Regions from separate parts of the Mus musculus genome. Here region 1 is linked to region 2. A link is a contact called in public Hi-C data. All regions are on one chromosome and are shown on one strand. Each heading gives the region's core, a stretch centred on a gene start, on an enhancer-like site or on the middle of the called end of the contact. The rest is flanking DNA. Distances are from core to core; before and after follow the strand shown.

What was found. A called contact is a pair of places that touch in the nucleus more often than the background predicts.
Region 1: a contact with region 2 is called in a Hi-C map of muscle stem cells, with 2.5 times the contacts expected there. The contact joins two enhancer-like sites. A contact is called at or near these places in 7 of 484 Hi-C or Micro-C datasets (embryonic stem cells, liver, mammary gland and 1 more), 6 of 115 datasets of contacts at active chromatin or transcription factors (embryonic stem cells, liver and neural progenitor cells) and 1 of 9 other capture datasets (embryonic stem cells).

Annotation. Positions count from the first base shown.
Region 1 is chr1:119,255,007-119,259,952 of GRCm38.p6, forward strand. No RefSeq gene overlaps it. Among named protein-coding and RNA genes, the nearest start is that of Gm33388, 48 kb to the right of the region's middle. Within about 2 kb of position 1,960, at least 30 of the 459 cell types and tissues checked have an H3K27ac peak or open chromatin away from gene starts, as enhancers often do. A contact at or near this core is called in muscle stem cells, where this site is marked.
Region 2 is chr1:119,149,650-119,154,841 of GRCm38.p6, forward strand. No RefSeq gene overlaps it. Among named protein-coding and RNA genes, the nearest start is that of Gm41934, 25 kb to the left of the region's middle. Within about 2 kb of position 3,247, at least 27 of the 459 cell types and tissues checked have an H3K27ac peak or open chromatin away from gene starts, as enhancers often do. A contact at or near this core is called in muscle stem cells, where this site is marked.

The sequences.
Region 1 (4,946 bases), core at 710-3,209, 100 kb after region 2:
TCACAAACAGCAGCCTGGGAAACCCCACTCCTTGGCCAGAATGCCAACCTCAAAGGGAGCCAGGGGTGAGCGGAAGCTGTGCTCCCCCAGGGGTGAGGGGACAGCCTGGGGGATCTGTACACCCTTTAATGAAGCTTCCTAGTGACCCCCAGGACCCTCGGCGCTCATGGGGCCTATGAAGGTTCTCCCCCCCACCCTCGCCATGCAACACAAACTCTAGAGCCCGGCAAGCACATGGGGTTTTGTTTGGAATGTCCTGAGGGGTTTCCTCCTCCTTTCTTTCTTTCTTTCTTTCTTTCTTTCTTTCTTTCCCCCCTTTTCTGTCTTTTTCCCCCTCCGTGTGTGTGTGTGTGTGTGTGTGTGTGTGTGTGTGTGTGTGTTTTAATAAAACGGGTGATAAAGAGTCCTGCCAGGAACCATTGTCTTCCCAAGTCTAAAGTGTTCGAAATTAATTTATCCGCCTAGGATGGTGTATAAATTTCTCATTACGAGTGTCAGTGATGAACAAGAAACCATTCCAAGAAATGTCTCGGGCCCTTGCCAAGCCCCGGGCCCTGGGTCCCTCGCAGAGCCAGTGCCCGCGACAATGGGCTTCACACAGTCAGGAGTGTTAACTATGCATGCTTTCGCGTTGCCCGGGCTCAGCCAAATGTCCTGTGAGAACGACACGTCCACACCCGGTTTTATTATTCTACACAGATGCTGGCTCGTTGTGTGTCTCCAGCTTTCAGAGCACAATGCGGGGTGTTGCGGGGGGAAGTTGTGGTTGTGGTGGGTTTGTGCTGTTTACTATACTCTTCTCCCTTACTCCTAATTTGGGTGACCACACCCACTTCCATGCCACAAAAGGTTGACTTGAGGGGACAATCCTGGGAGAGCCCTGGAAGAGTGTGTTCGGGTGGGGGAGGAGTTACACGAATCAGTGAATTGAGTCTCTTTGAGGTGTGTGCTGGGCTATGGGGGTGGGAGGACAGGGAATGAAACCAAGAGAGAAAGGAGAAGGGGAGGGGGAGGTTAAGTCTTGGAATGGGAGGGATGGGAGGATGACATCTGAAGCTCTCCTCTCTGAATCCTACTCTCAGCTCCACCTCCGTGGTTGTCCCCAGGAGCCTAGACATTGGAGAAAGGAGCCTCCTGGGACTTCTTGCCATGTGTCTACCTCCAATTCCTACACACAACCTGCAACCTAACACCGGAGAAACTGAATGGGTGGCAAGCTGGGATGGGCCAACAGGCTGGTCTTTCCTCCTTCCCCAACAGTTGGTGGCAGTCTCTCACTCCACAAAGCGCGCCACCCAGTGGCTCCAGGGTGAGGCTCTGCACCTTTCTGCCTGCTCAGGTCGGCTCTGTCTTTGCCCTAAGCATCATGCCTGAAGCCCAGAACAGGTCTCTTGCCTAACACACAAGGTCTCCAGGAGCTTTGCTAGTGTCCACAGATCCTGGCCAATCAGTAGAGGATAGTTTTATCAAAGCCACTGAAATGTGGATAAATCTGAGACTCTGAGGGGAAGGCAAGAAAGCTAGCCAAGGAGCCAGGGAACCCCATTTGAGTCTTACCTTTGTCAGCATTCTTGTGTCACCTAGACCCATTGTGAATACAAAGTTCTGAGTCTGGGGTCCCTCGCAACCCCAAGTGATGGTCTTTAGGATGAGACTGGTGTCCATAGGCACTGACAGCAGGGAGGCTGGGGTGACTTCAAGGGGCTGGATATCAAGGCCAGCCACCAGAAGGAGCCTATGTGTAATTCAGCCTGCAACATTTCTAAGCCCTGAAAGAGCACATAGAGGCCGCTTCCTCAGGGGTCTTAGCCAGAGGGCTGGGCATGCTCAGACCAACAGGCCACTTTGCAGAAGCACCAGGCTTGGCAGGCAAGCGCATTGCCTGGTCTCTATGCCTGGCCATTGAGGGCAGGGCCTCTGCAGTGTGGCTGATTGGGATGCCTGGCAAGTCACCGGCCCCGGGCGGTGGGCCAGCCTGCAGCCCTGCGGAGGTGGCCTCATTAAAGGACTCATGGTCCAGTGGGCAGGGCATCAGACTGGACATCTGGAGGTTTGGGGCCGGGTCCAGCTTGCTGCTGCTTTGCTGGGTGACCTTAAGCAGCTTACTCGGCCTCTCAGTGCTCCACCTGCTGCCTGCCTTCTCCCTGTCTGGCAAGGCTTCCTGGAGGGGAAGTTACTGGAGCAGTTCAGGGAAGCCTAGATGCTGCAGGGCCTCACTCTCAGTCATTCCTGTCGTGCCAGGGGTGGGCAGGGTCATCAGGAGCCTTCCTGCTGAAAGTATCTTAAGAGCTTCCCAGACACAATTGCCTAGGTCTGCAACAAAGTGACATAAGGACCCTCAAAGGTGACTGTGGCCTCATCTAACAGGGAAGGCTGTGAGGATATATCCATGAAATTCTTTTACTCCAGAGGGGGAATTGATCCAGGATCCAGCATCATGAAGGTGCTGGGCTGGAGATCTAAGCATCTGGCCTCCAGAATCTTCTATTTCTCTGCTAGGCTATCCCCTCCAGCCTCCCTCTCCAGATCAAGTGAATTTGGGTGTCCATGTAGAATTCTGCCAATCCCCACAATGAGGAATGGGGGAGACAGTGGATAAGAGCACTTGCTGTGTGTAAGCATGAACCCTGGAGTTTTGGTTCCTAGCACCCATGTAGAACCTGGGTGTGGCTACATGTGCCCGTAACCCCTGTACTGGAGTTGGGGGTGATGAGGTAGAAGGTTGGCCAGTGCTTGCTGATAGCCAGACTTGTCAAAAGTTAAATGAAACAAAAATTAAAACAAGCAAGCAAATAAACAAACAAACAAAAAACCCTGTGAGTTCCAGGTTAACTAAAGAACCTTGTATCAAGTGAATAACAGAGAATGCTAGGGCAAACACAGGATGTTCTCCTCTTGCCTTTACAATGGACATGGGCGTGTGTGTGTGTGTGTGTGTGTGTGTGTGTGTGTGTGTGTGTGTGTATGCAATTAAAGCCCTATGATGGTGGTATCTTTGGTGACTTTCTCTCTTAGAAAGAATCAGGCACCTCCTCTGGTACCTGGACTCCTCTCTGCAGCCAGCGCAGAGAGCCTTCTGTTTACCACGCACTGAACTTTATGTACCAACAGCTGATCTTAAGAATGCCTGCATTTACACGGAATCCCAGGCCTGCCTATGTTGAGCCTGCTGCCTGCAAGGCCCCCGCACCTTGTCTTCAGGGTGGATTGATCACTCTTTGTACCTGTAGCTATGCATCCTCCCTGCATGGTTCCTGCTGTGAACATAGCCTGGCTCCCTCCTCTTTGGCCCTGAAGCATCCACCTATCAGAGCACCACAGATCATGCCTACACTCCAGCATAGCTGGATTCCAGGACAGACCCAGTAGATGCTCTGTAGAAGAGCACTGAGAAAATGCCCAAGAGGTCAAGAGAAGCACTTTGGCCCCTCTGGTTTCTGTAATCCCCTTGAACTAGGTCCATCGATTCTCCCAGGCTTCTCCTATTTCCCTGAGGCTTTCTGTGATGGTTAATTCTGTCCACTTGATGGGATCTAGAAACATCCGCAAGATAAGACCCTAAGCCTGTCTGCAATCAAGTTTCTAGGTTGAGGTGGAAGACTCACCCTACTGCAGGCAGCCATCCCTTGGTTGAGAGCCCTAAACTGCATAAAAGGAGAAAGTGAGCCAAACCCCAGAATCCATCTAGCACCACTGCCTGGCTGTGGGTGCTGTGTGAGCAGCTGCCTCGAGCCCCCGTGACCGTGCTTTCCCACCATTACAGACTATTTCCTCAATCGGAACCAGACCAAAGCCCTCCGCTCTTCTGTTGCTTTTAGAAGGCATTTTGTCACAGTAATGAGAAAAGAAGCTAATGCAACATCACACCCTGGTATTGCAGGTCTAGTCTGGGCCCATCAACCTTAAGATCCTGTCTCTTATGTGTGTGATTCAGATACTTGTTCATGTGTGTGCACATACACATGGAGGCCAGAGGTCAATGCCAAGTGTCTTCTTAGCTGCTCTCCACTCTGTCTATCATCTATCTATCTATCTATCTATCTATCTATCTATTCTATCTATCTATTTTGAGGCAGAGTCTCTCTCACTGAGCCTGGAGCTTACTGGCTGGTTGAGGCTGGCTGGCCAGCAGGCTTCAGGGATATGGAGTTCTCTTCTCCTCCAGTGCTAGGATTATAGACATGTGCTACCATTCCTCACGCCTGGCTGGAATCTGAACTCAGGTTCTCGTGCTTTCATGGCAAGATGGTTATGGACTAAGCCATCTCACCAGTGCTCGCTCCTCTTCTCTACTGAGTACCAAGACAATAGCAGTTACGATTATAACTGTAATATTTCCTGCTTCCTGTAACCTTACATTATTTTTTTAGGATCACAATACATTTATTTCTGCAAACAACCTTATGGCTCACACATAGCTAAGGAAACCAAGGCTCAGAGAGATTAAGTGGCTTGCCTGGGGTCACACAACTGGTAGAAGTGGAGCTGGGAGCCAAGTCCAGAGCTGTAAAGCACGAAGCTCAAGCTCCCACCCCCAACAACATCTGCTCTCTCCTCCAAAGCCTGCCAAGGCCGCTCGCAGGCATGGCATCGGCACAGTTGCGAAAGGCCAAGAAAGGATTTCCTGGACGACTCTTTTCCCTTGGCAGTGGTATTTTAAGCAGTCTTCACAGCCTACCCTAAAGTAGGCTCAAGGGTGGGATTTCAGACACCCGGATTATGTAATGTCAACCACTTACAGACATACCTATAGCCAAACGCCCACAGTGGACGTGCCCAGTTAATCTTTTCCATACTTCACTGTGGCTAAATGCCCACTCTGGACATGGCCAGTTAATCTTTCCCCTACTTCACCATGGCTCAGTTGAACAAGACACATTTTATATTGATGTGTATGATGGCTAATCTTGACCATAAACTGAACTGGTTCTGGAATAAACTAAGGG
Region 2 (5,192 bases), core at 1,997-4,496:
TGGCTGCAGGTGACATGGACTATGAAAGTGACGCCCTGTTTCCAGTACATCACAGGGACATTTCATGTGGGCTCCTGGGCTGTACCCTTTATCAGCCTCCTGCCAACATCATCTGGCCACTTTGACTTGAAGTGTGGCTCTAGTATGACAGGCAGTTAGAACTGAAAAGATCACAGGTTCCCGCTGGGTTCCTGGGGTGACTTGAGAGAGATGTTCTCCATAGTCTCTAGCACCTTGGACACCTGGCTACCAGTTGTGGCGCTGTTTGGGCAGGGTTGGGGGGAAGCATCACTAAGGATGGGCTTTGGGGATTCAAACCTTGAAGCCTTCTCAGTTCCCTCTCTGGTTCTTACTTGTAGCTCAAGATGTAAGCCCTCAGCACCCAGATCCATCCACCATGCCTGCCTGCTGCCACAATTCCCCATCGTGATATATTCTCCTCCCTCTGCATATGAAGACCAAATAAACCCTCCCTTCTATAAGTTGCCTTGGTCACAGTGTTTTATCACAACAACAGAAAAGTAACTAGTTCAGTCCCCAAAGCTGGGAATTCATGATAACTCCTGAACCCCACACGGGACAGGAACATGTCAGGGCCAGTGACCCAGAAAGCTGCAGAAGTGGGCAGGATGATTGTTTCTTGGTAAATAGTAGGACACAAGAGACTGACATGAAAGGCTGGATTTACCAGAACTTTGGGAATCCCCTTGTCTTCACCACCTCAGCAGTGGGTGCATGCACTCACACCCTTGCCCTGGGCTTACAGTCAAGTGCTCTCACACCAGCTGTTCTTGCTTTTATTTTATGTGGGTTCTGGGGTCAAGCTCAGATCCTCATGACCATTAAGTCAATGCTTTACCAACTAAAGCATCTTACAATCTTCTCTTTCCCTCCAGTTTTCTCCCTCTGTTTCCTTCCCTCTTCCTCCTCCTGTCCCCTGCTTCCTCTCCATCCTTACTTCTCTCTTCCCTCTTCCCACTCAACCCCACCTCACTCTGCTCTCTGCTGAGCTCATCCCAGCTGGTGGAATTGACCCCAAAGACGGCCATAGGGTAGCTAGGGAGTCAGTGGGTCTTGCTGACATTTTGAGGATAAATAAGACACTCTAGGTGGACCAAGAGGTCCAGGATGAGGTTGACTTTGTCACCTAAGTGAGAACATGGTCAGTTAATGGGGTGATCTCCAGAAGTGAACTCTTCCACTACTCAATGGACAGGACAGTCACAGGTGAAGAGGCAGAGAAAGACCCCGTGGGTCTAAGAAAGAACAACAGAAGGTCGGTAAGGGAGGTTCTAAGGGTTCTGGAGAAGCCAATGCTGGCAGTGAGTAGAGGTTGCACTTGACAGGGCTTGGGGCTGAGGTCAACATAGCCACCTTCATGTGTTCCTTGGGGTTCCCTTATATACCACATGATAAATCATCGTACATGGGTGGCAACCGACACCCCTAGGACTGAGCATGGAGGAGAAGAGCTGAGGGGTGAGCCAGTGAAATGCCTTTAGTAGTTAAATGTTGTGAAGCCTGATGGCCCGAGTTTGATCCCTGGACTCACTTGGTGGAGAGAACTGCCTCCTGCAATTGTTTTCTGAACTCCACATGTGCATGGAACACACACACACACACACACACACACACACACACACACACACACCTTGCAAAAAATATTAGCACTAAAGTCTTCAAATATCATGCAGAATGCTCTGGTATCCTATGCTGGCCTCTGAGATTGTATAGCCAAGGATGACCTTGAACCTCCTGCCTCCATCTCTGGAGTGCTGGGATTATATGGTATGCTCAACTTCTCCTGGCTTACGCAGTGCTGGGGATGGAACCCAGAGCTTTGTGCACATCAATCTAACAACTGAGGCACCACCCTGGTCCTTCTGTTATTGCTTCTTGACCTGGCCCAGCAGGACCCTTTTAGATCCTTTGCCCAGTTCCACCCCCACCCCAGGGGAATTCATGTGGCTGACTCTTTATGACTGTGCCTGCTTTGAGCCACAGGAAGAGTCTTTCATGATCCTCTTACTTACACATCATTGCTGGGCCAGAGGGTCCACTGGGTTGGTAATGTGCCATACAAGCACAAGGACCCTAGTTTGATTCCCCAGAAACCATGTAGAAAAGCCAGGGTGAAGCCGTTGGAGCTCAGTCAATCTAATGCCTGTCTTGCATGCTTGAGGCCTTGTCTTCAGTCCCCAGTGAGGCAGAAGGGGGTGTGGTGGTATGTCCCTGTAATCCCAGTGTCTGTGAGGTACAGGCAGAAGGATCAGAAGTTTAAGGTCGCCCTTCTTTACAGACAGAGTTCAAAGCTGGCCTGAGCTACATACCTTATCTGAATATCAACACCACCAGCACCAACACCAGCACCAGCACCAGCAGAACCAGCAAAAAGCCAGGTGTGTAGTAACTACCTATGCTTCCAGTCTTGGTCAATTCTTGGGACTAACTAGCCAGCCAGCCTAGCAGAATCCATGAGACACAAGCCAGTGCCAGACTCTGTCTCAAAAAACAAGGGTAGTGTCTAAGAAACAATACCAAGATTGGCCTTAAACTTCATCATGCTACACACTGGCACAAAACAGGGACATGTACACACACACACACACACACACACACCCCTCTTGTTTCATTTCTGTTAAACTGATAACATTCTCTGACAAGAGCAGCCTAGGGAAGAAAGGGTTTCTTTCAGCTCATGATTCCAGCTCAGTCCTTGACTGTGGGGAAGCCAGGACAGCAGGGATTAGAAGCAGTTGGTGGCAACCACAGTCAAGGGCAAAGAGAAACTGAACACATGCATGCTTGCACACCAACCATTTCCTCTGGGGGTTTTGTTTTGTTTTGTTTTTGTTTTTGTTTGAGCAGTTTGGGACTCAAGCCCAGGGAAAGGTGCCACCCATTTTTAGGTTGGGTCTTCCTACTTGAATTAACACAAGACAATCTCCCATAGACGTCACAGGCCAGCCTGATCTAGACAGTTCCTCCTTGGGACTCTCCCCAGGTGATTCTAGATTGACTATGAAACCTAGCCATCCCAGTTGACAATTAAAGCTAACTTTCACATTCTTCTTGTTACTCCCACACCCACTCCCCCACCCATATTACCTGAAATCACATTTTTCTTTGTGTTCCAGCCCTGGCAACGTTTCCTACATCAGTCCTCCTGTGTCCAAGGACAGGGTCACGGTCTCTTCTGCTGGGCAATCAATGTGCATGCACAGCAATGGCTCTCAACATACTTGTGGGATGACTGTGAGGGAGGAAGTGGGGGCGAAGGGGCGGGGGCGCAGGCATGGCTCCTGCATCAGTCCGTGTATGTCAGTGTGGGATGGGCTTTCCTAAGAAGGGGGCTGTTGATTGCCAAACACATTTCAGATGGCTAGAAGCCACAAAGGGGGGAAAACAAAGCTATAAAACCACTAGATGAAAAGACAGGAGAATATTTTCATGATCTTGGAGGACAGACAACATTCCTAAGCAGGACATGAAATCCAGAAGCTAGTGAGGAAAACCTCAACAGGCCCGATTACATAAAAATAAATGCTTCTGCATGGTCCAAAACACGATAAACAAAGTTAAAAGACCTGACCAGGGGAGAAATTTAAAACATGTGTAATGACCAACAGATTAATGTCGTAACGTATAATGAGGTCCCATGAGGCAAGAAGGAAAAGCGTACACAACCTGGCAGGGAAAAAAAGCCAAAAAAAGAAAAAGAAAAAGAAAAAGAAAAAAAAAAGAAAAAGAAAAAGAAAAAGAAAAAAAAAAGAAAAAGAAAAAGAAAAAGAAAAAGTAAAAGAAAAGATGGCTGTAATTCAGCTGGTCAAGCATGCAAGAAGCCCAGGGCTTCAGCCCCAGCCTAGTACAAACTGGGGGTGGGGTGCAGGCCTGAAATCCCAGCACTGAGGAGGGGGAGGCAGGACAGAAGACAGGAGCTCAAGGTCATTAGCTACATGGGGAGACTCAGTTTGGGATCTGTAAGCCACCATGGGAGGAAGAAAGGAAGATGGGGGAAGGAAGGGAAAGAAGAACAGAAGAAGAAAGAAAAGAACAGTGGGCAGGGAAAGGCTGGAGACATTTCTAGGAAGAATGGCGGTGAAGAACTAGCTGAGCCAACCCAGTATGCAGGTTGGGTAGCTCACGACGGCTTGTAGTAAGAGCGCTAGGGATCTGATGCCCCCTTCTGGAGTCCAAGGGTAACTGCACTCATGTGGATATACTCCCATATAATACATACCCATATAATACAAAGCAAATCTAAAACAGTCTAGGAAGCTCTGAATGGCTAAGCAGCTGCTGCCTCCCCACCTGCCAGGAATCAACCTGATGCAGGAAGACTGCAGGGTGAAAGGTGATGCTAAGTCAGATGCATCTGCCATGGTGTGGGGCTGTGGGACCACTTATGACAAGAGGGGATATGGTCCCTGTGCAGGGTATGAAAGTGGCTAGGGGCTCAGAGGCATTCAGAATGCTAACTCCTGGGGACGTGGAAGTGCCACTGTTAGGAGCCTATCCTTGAAAATGGGTTGATGTTCAATGCCCCACAGTCTATTCCCACAGAAAGCACAAAGCAAAGTGACCCAGCTTTGCAGGGAAGAAGGTTGTTGGTGACATCTACCTCTGTAGCTCTTGTCAGGACTCTACTCAATCATGGCGAAATTCATCCAACTCATTGTGTGCAAATCAAAGCAGGATTTGCAGTAGGATGACAGTGTAATTCCAGAAAACCAAAAAAAAATTTTTTTTAAACATTAATTCATTTATGTTGGGGCATAAATGGTGTGCAGTTGATGTCAGATGACAACTGGTAGGAATCAATATTCTCCTTCAACCATGTGGGTCCTGGGGATTGAACTCAGGGTGCCAGGCTTGGCTGCAAGCCCTTTAGTCCATTGTACACACACTACTATAGATAGTAGGGAGCTCTAGAAGGAACAGTACAGCATGACTTATAAATATCTGTTCTTTTATCATAAACTTATAACAGCTAGATGATGATGATGAAGATTGCAATCATGGCTTTGATTTTTGAAAAGGTCTTACATGTAGCTACAGTTGGCTTAGAACTTGACATGCTGGCGGTTCCTCAGAAAATTGGACATAGTACTACCGGAGGATCCCGCAATACCTCTCCTGGGCATATATCCAGAAGAAGCCCCAACTGGTAAGAAGGACACATGCTCCACTAT